Regions from separate parts of the Mus musculus genome. Here region 2 is linked to region 1. Evidence: chromatin contacts called from public HiChIP or PLAC-seq data. All regions are on one chromosome and are shown on one strand. Each heading gives the region's core, a stretch centred on a gene start, on an enhancer-like site or on the middle of the called end of the contact. The rest is flanking DNA. Distances are from core to core; before and after follow the strand shown.

What was found. HiChIP or PLAC-seq counts read pairs in DNA pulled down with a chosen protein or histone mark.
Region 2: a contact with region 1 is called in an HNF4G HiChIP or PLAC-seq map of pancreatic cancer cells. The contact joins the enhancer-like site here to the promoter of Krt20 in region 1. A contact is called at or near these places in 6 of 39 promoter capture datasets (the HPC-7 cell line, embryonic stem cells, frontonasal cranial neural crest and 2 more), 5 of 484 Hi-C or Micro-C datasets (astrocytes, embryonic stem cells and forebrain), 4 of 115 datasets of contacts at active chromatin or transcription factors (embryonic stem cells, intestinal villus epithelium, kidney and 1 more) and 2 of 9 other capture datasets (adipose tissue and pancreatic islet).

What each region holds. Positions count from the first base shown.
Region 1 is chr11:99,436,502-99,439,875 of GRCm38.p6, reverse strand. Krt20 (keratin 20) reads left to right here and starts at 1,723. Exons shown (of 8, transcript NM_023256.2): 1 at 1,723-2,189. The coding sequence starts at 1,779.
Region 2 is chr11:99,471,113-99,474,486 of GRCm38.p6, reverse strand. No RefSeq gene overlaps it. Among named protein-coding and RNA genes, the nearest start is that of Krt23, 20 kb to the left of the region's middle. Within about 2 kb of position 1,881, at least 45 of the 459 cell types and tissues checked have an H3K27ac peak or open chromatin away from gene starts, as enhancers often do. A contact at or near this core is called in pancreatic cancer cells, where this site is marked.

The DNA of each region.
Region 1 (3,374 bases), core at 474-2,973:
AAGCGGATTGTGAATTTGTGAGTGAGTGTGTGCGCGTGCGTGCGTGCACACATTTTCAGTCAGAAGTCTGAATGAAAGGAGATGTATGCAGAAGTTCTTTGCTCCACCCTTAGGGAGAGCTTAGCATCAGTCCCCGCTGGTGAGATGGGGCCCACACGTGTGCCTGGAGGAAGCAACAAAGTCTCCTGCATAGAAACAGATTCCACCTCTAGAAGGAATGTTTCTACTCAAACAAATCAATAGACCGAGTGGCCGGGGCACAGAGTAATTGCCCTCTTATATCAGCAGCTTCTGGGAAGTTAGATGTGAGTCCTGTAGCCACCTGCAACCTTCTTTCCACTCTCGGGGAGCCACTTTGCTGTGAGCGTAGGAATCTACACAGTGAAACTGGGATCCATCAGGGGTCCTAAGAGGCAGCTCCTACAGCCAGCGTTAGGAAGATAGAAGCAAAAAGAATCCCCTGGTGGTGTCTAGCTGGCCTCAGACAGAGGAAGCAGTATGCAATATATGCAATATGCCAGTTATTAAAAGCAGGAGTTTCGCAGTAATTTAATGTTGCTGTTTCTTTTTTAAGAAGCACTAGATTTAAAAATATTTGCAAGATTCTTATAACAAGTTTGTTTTTGTTTTTGTTTTTTTTTTTAAATAAGGTCCCCTTGCTAACCTAGATGTTCCTGGCAGTTGCAGGCTGCTGGGAGCCAGGCAGAGGATCTATGACCTCTGACAGGCTGCTCACACACCCAGTCCAAGGCCGCACACCCACAAGCATACAGGCAGCACTAATTAGATCCAGTTGGTTATTTTTAAAAAGAAAAAGATAAAAAGAGGTATGAAGTTTGGGTGGGGTTGTGTTAGGCGCTTCGGAGGCAGCTGGAGAGGCGAGTGGGAGAGGAGTTTATCAAGATACGCTACATGTGCATGGATGAAATTATCCAAAAATGCTATTTAAAATATCTTTTTTTAAAAAACTCCAAAATCAACTGACCCACCGCCCACCGATAATCATTTACATATTCACCTACTGACCGTATTCAATTCTTAAACGGGGGTGGGGGGAGCTGCACTTTGAGACAGTGTCTTGTTACACAACACTGGGCTAGACTGGAACACCTTACTTCAACCAGGCTGGCCTCAAACTAGTCCTGATCCCCCCCACCTCTGACTCCCGGGTGCTAGAATCTCAGGTGCACACCCACACACCCAGCTTCACTCAAGACATTTCAATAGACTGTAAATATAAATTCTAAACAAGGATAAACTTAAAAGTAAAAAAAAAATTTAAAGAAGCATAAAACATTTTTTAAAAGAAAATCATTTGAACAAGCCATTGTCTTTTCTCACCAGTGTGACTTATATTATGTTCCCACAGCTGTCTTGTTCGATGCCTGAATTATTCATATAGATTGTAAATATTCTTTATTTGTATACAGGATGAAAAAAAAAAAACCTGCCAGGGCAGGTGCAAGACCTGAAAGGACACCCCTTCCTCGTCCTTTTTGTTATCTCTGTTTATTAAAAAGAAACCTCCACTCCCACCACCCCCACAGGAAAGCCTTTAAAAAGTGCCTCTGGTAGAAATTTCTGGAATGGAATGAAACGTATTGCCGTACAAAAGAGGGGGAAGGGGAGACAGGAAGGTGGACTGTGTCATTCCTGAGGTGACACGGCAGCAGAGGAGGAGTCTCTTGAACTCTATAAAAGGTCATCTCCACAGCAGCCCGAGACAGACAGGCTGTGCTCCAAGTCCAGGCTACAGGCGTTGCCTCCCTACATCCCAGATGGATTTCAGTCGTCAAAGTTTTCACCGAAGTCTGAGTTCCTCCTCACAAGGCCCAGCACTCAGCATGAGTGGCTCGCTGTATAGGAAGGGGACTGTGCAGCGTCTGGGGGCTGCACCCAGCGTCTATGGTGGGGCTGGAGGCCATGGCACTCGCATCTCTGTCTCCAAAGCCGTAATGAGCTACGGGGGTGATCTCTCCAACGGATCGGACCTGTTTGGGGGCAATGGGAAACTGGCAATGCAGAACCTGAACGACAGATTGGCAAACTACCTAGAAAAAGTGCGCTCCCTGGAGCAATCCAATTCCAGACTTGAAGCCCAGATCAAGCAGTGGTACGAAACCAACGCGCCGAGCACCATCCGAGACTATAGCTCCTACTACGCACAGATTAAAGAGCTGCAAAATCAGGTGAGCCATGAAGCCTGTAATTTCTACCTCACTGTTTAGTTGCCTAATGGATTGAGAGATGTATGCTAGGTGAATTCGAACACATGAAGCAGATTAGGTTGAAATGTATAATTGAAAAAAAAATGTATTTTATCATGTGGTATCTGTAAACAGGATGAGTCTAACTCACATTTTTTCTAAAACTTCAACTAATTATATATAAAATATGATCATTTTATCATCCAAAATTGCAGTTCAAATCTTTGTTATGGCTTACAATATAAGGTCTTCATTGTGGATAATCTTATTTTTCAAAGACCTCCAATGGTTTCTATATGTGAGTTTGCCAGTAGTCTTTACTAACTTTGAAGACTCAAGTTGATTTAAAGAGATTTTTCATCTTTCATTATATGAATGTTATAACAAATATATTAACCTACTATGGGTATAAATAACAAAAGGGTTCAGGGTGGATACAGATTACAGATATTAATGATATGTATACTGATTGATAAATAGTTGTGTGATAGGGGATGGATGGATGGATGGATGGATGGATGGATGGATGGATGAACTGCTCTTTGATACAAGATCTGTGTATCCCAGGCTAGTCTGGACCTCACCATCCTCCTGCCTCCACTGCCTCAGCACTGGGGTTAAAGAACTGTGCCACCATACACGGTTCTGATACCTGGATTTTTTAGTGTCTTATTTAATTATCTCCTCACTATCACCAAGCATTTTATAATGCACCTCTGTGATAATAAAATGTTCTATTGCCCCCAATTTAAGTTTATTACAGTCATATCACAATCTGTTCCTGTGTCATCCATGGTAGGTGGGGTTCCCCTTTCTATAAAGCCAATGGAATAAAAGTGGGAGACTTCGCTCCTGACTGAGGACCTCAAGCATCGGCACACACCATTTGCCCAGCCCCGGGGTTCTTATCTCATCAGGAAAAGCCTCCCCTTGGGTTTTGTTTAAATCTCGAAATGATTGCAAAGGCCTTTAGAGCAAAGACCTTTGTCTTAACCACAGGCCTCTTGTCTTGAGTTCTGTTTGAATTACAGGCATCAATGCAGCTTAATTCAGACTTCATAGCCCATGAAGCTGTGTGGTGCTTACATTGCCCTTCTCATCAACAGGACGGTCCTTCAGGCTTCTCGATACAACACAAAATTCAAATTAAGCACTTCTCTCATGGTT
Region 2 (3,374 bases), core at 632-3,131, 34 kb before region 1:
TGGCGGAGGTGTTAGATAGACTCTTGTATTTCTGTGATGAGCATGGCTGTTGCTCAGTCTCTTCATCTCTGTTAAGACTTTTGTTTCCACAGCAAAGTAAAATGTAACATATGCAAAAAGGAAACTCCAGGGAAAGTATCTCCTGGCCAGGTAATAAAACAAAAAACAAAACAAAGCAACAAAAACAAAAAAACAAAAAAAAAAAATTCCCTGTTTAAAAGTTTAGGCAACTGAGGTCTAGTCTCATGAAAAGGTCTCTTAAGGAATAGCCAAAAGTCAGGGAGAGCTCTCAATACATGGCTTGGGTCCTCCTGTTCCAGCGAGACCTCAACCATTCGTGCCAATCAACTGAGGCCCCAGACATCACAGAGCAGAGACAGACAATACAGTCCTACGGTGCTAAGCACAAAATTAAATTGAGAACAAATAAAAAGAGTTGTTTAAGCTCATAACGTTTGTGTTATTTCTTATATAGAAATAACTAAAGCAGACGAGAAAATCGGAGTGTCTTAAATACAAAAATAGTATTTGCCCGATGACAGTAGCTGATTTATTTTACCATAGCTAAAAAGTACATTTTTATCCCATTGAGACTCAGAGGAACCTTTTGTTAACACTCAAATGGAACTTTCCAGAAGTCTTGGTTCAACAGAGACAGGTGAAGCATCAAAGAGAAAGAAGCTAAGGTTTGCCCTCCTCAGAAGCTGAGGTCTGCCCTCCTCAAAGACCATAGAGAATAAAGCCACTTCCCCTGTGTTTTCATAGCTGCCCTCTCTGCCCTGTCCCATGAGGGGACAAGCAGTGGTTGACTCTAGCCTGAACAGGAGAGAGAACGCCTGCTCCTCCCAGAGCATGCTGGGATGTCCAAGTGGATTCTTATCTTTGAGTTTCAATTGCTTCCGACTGTTTGCCTTCCTCATTCCACAGACGTTAATAATTTCCCTATAAATATTCATCGCTCTCAGTGTCACACAGATGGAGTTTCATCGCAGGGCGATCCATTTCAACACAGGCAGCCTCCACCTGGAGGGTAATACCATTCAAGGATGAGATGATCGTGACCCTCAATGACTCCCAGTTACATTAATCAGTTGTTAATACCTTGGGATTAAAAACTCCTTCATTCTGGGCTAGACTCTTACGATCTTTAATCAATAAATGCTTTTAGAAGTGGGAACAAAACACCCATGGAAGGAGTTACAGAAACAAAGTTTGGAGCTGAGATGAAAGGATGGACCATGTAGAGACTGCCATATCCAGGGATCCACCCCATAATCAGCATCCAAACGCTGACACCATTGCATATACTAGCAAGATTTTATCGAAAGGACCCAGATGTAGCTGTCTCTTGTGAGACTATGCCGGGGCCTAGCAAACACAGAAGTGGATGCTCACAGTCAGCTAATGGATGGATCACAGGGCTCCCAATGGAGGAGCTAGAGAAAGTACCCAAGGAGCTAAAGGGATCTTCAACCCTATAGGTGGAACAACATTATGAACTAACCAGTACCCCTGAGCTCTTGACTCTAGCTGCATATGTATCAAAAGATGGCCTAGTCGGCCATCACTGGAAAGAGAGGCCCAATGGACACGCTGACTTTGTGTGCCCCGGTACAGGGGAACGCCAGGGCCAAAGGGGGGGAGTGGGTGGGTAGGGGAGTGGGGGTGGGTGGGTAAGGGGGACTTTTGGTATAGCATTGGAAATGTAAATGAGCTAAATACCTAATAAAAAATGGAAAAAAAAAATTGAACCTTGAAAAAAAAAAAAAAAAAAAAAAAAAAAAAGATTGGGGGGGGGGGTTAGCATATGCCCTGGAGTGTTCGTGTTTCCTGGGCATGCTGATTTCCTGACTCGACAACGTGTCTGAGTTCATTCCTGGATGTGACTCATCCCTTCTCACTTACTATCTCATCACCACTGCCTGTCACATCTTTTTAAGGAGGATTAGAACATTTCCAGAACTTTCCGTTGAGATCATTTAAAAAGGAAAAGAACATGCCCCTGCTGTAAGGTAATGGGCTGGTTTAACTCAGTTGAGTTTTCTCTACCATCTCTGTGCATGGCTCTGTGTGTCTACATCAGTTTAATCATCCCAGCACTCACCAAAAATCTCCCTCTGAATTTTAAATGAGAATTCATCTAATGAAATTATGAATCATTTCAAGAAGACTACCGGTCTATGCTAGTTTCAAGATACATGTATACAACACAACCCAACACTCATACACATGACATAAAAATATATACATACTAGAAAAATATTAATAACTAACCATGGCTGGGAGGGTGACTCATTTGGTAAAGCACTTGCCTTGCAAGCACAAGAGCCTGAGTCCAGCACTCATAAAAATTCCAAGTGCGGTAGCACATGCTTGTGGGGAAGAAGAGAGTGTAGGATTCCAGGGCCTCTGAGTCTAGCTAAACTAAGCCTCATTCGTGAGCTCTAGGCCAGTGAGAGATCCCACCTCAAAAGCTGTGTACGGTGTTCCTGAGGATGTCTTCCGTTGCTCTCCAGTGTCCACACACGTGTGCATAACCAAACACACAAGCACACCTGCTTGTACGCATGTGCCCAGACCCAGATGATTGTGGGTGTGCATATGCACATATGTGTACCTTTAAAAGCCTGTGAGCCCTTCATCTATGTTACACATTGACTTCGTGTAACACGGCCATAGCCATGCACGACTTCATTGTCTGCACTTTGCAATCTATGAAACCGAGGCTCAGATGGAGCACGTTGACGTGCCTGGGATCCCTTAGTCATAAAATGGTGGCTCCTGAATTTGTGCCCAATGTGCTTCTGCTTTATGCCACAAGAGTCACAAACGATTTCCAAAGAGTTGTGAAAAAAAAAACTAAACATGCATCATGCAGTTTAATGGACATTTGCTAAATGTGTTTTTTTTTTTATCTGAAATGTGAAGCCAGGATGGGAAATCTGAGTTTTCAGATTTGAAGGCAGCTGGACTCCCATATTCCAGTGGTGATCAGACCTGATCTTATTGACATCGTACCAGCACTGTATGTGTGAGTCGGATAATCAGGACCAAAGAGTGACAGGATATTATAACCGTCTCACTACCCAAAACTTGAAGCATTCATGCAATGCTGTCTACAGACACGATCTCTTAACCTGAAATTAACAGCCCCTAAAATTGCATCCATTCTTACTAGGGAAACTGACTTCCTCCCTGAGAATTGGCAAATGTCAAACCTAGAGGGTGTCACACCTCAGATGTGTGCCAAGTTAGACCACACACCACTCCTAGTTTCTAGAATCCTCTCTGCCACATACCGAACCCCAAGGATCAGGGAAGATGAACAGAAGGAAGTAATAATGACAGATCACTATTGCCCCAGATATTTTCAA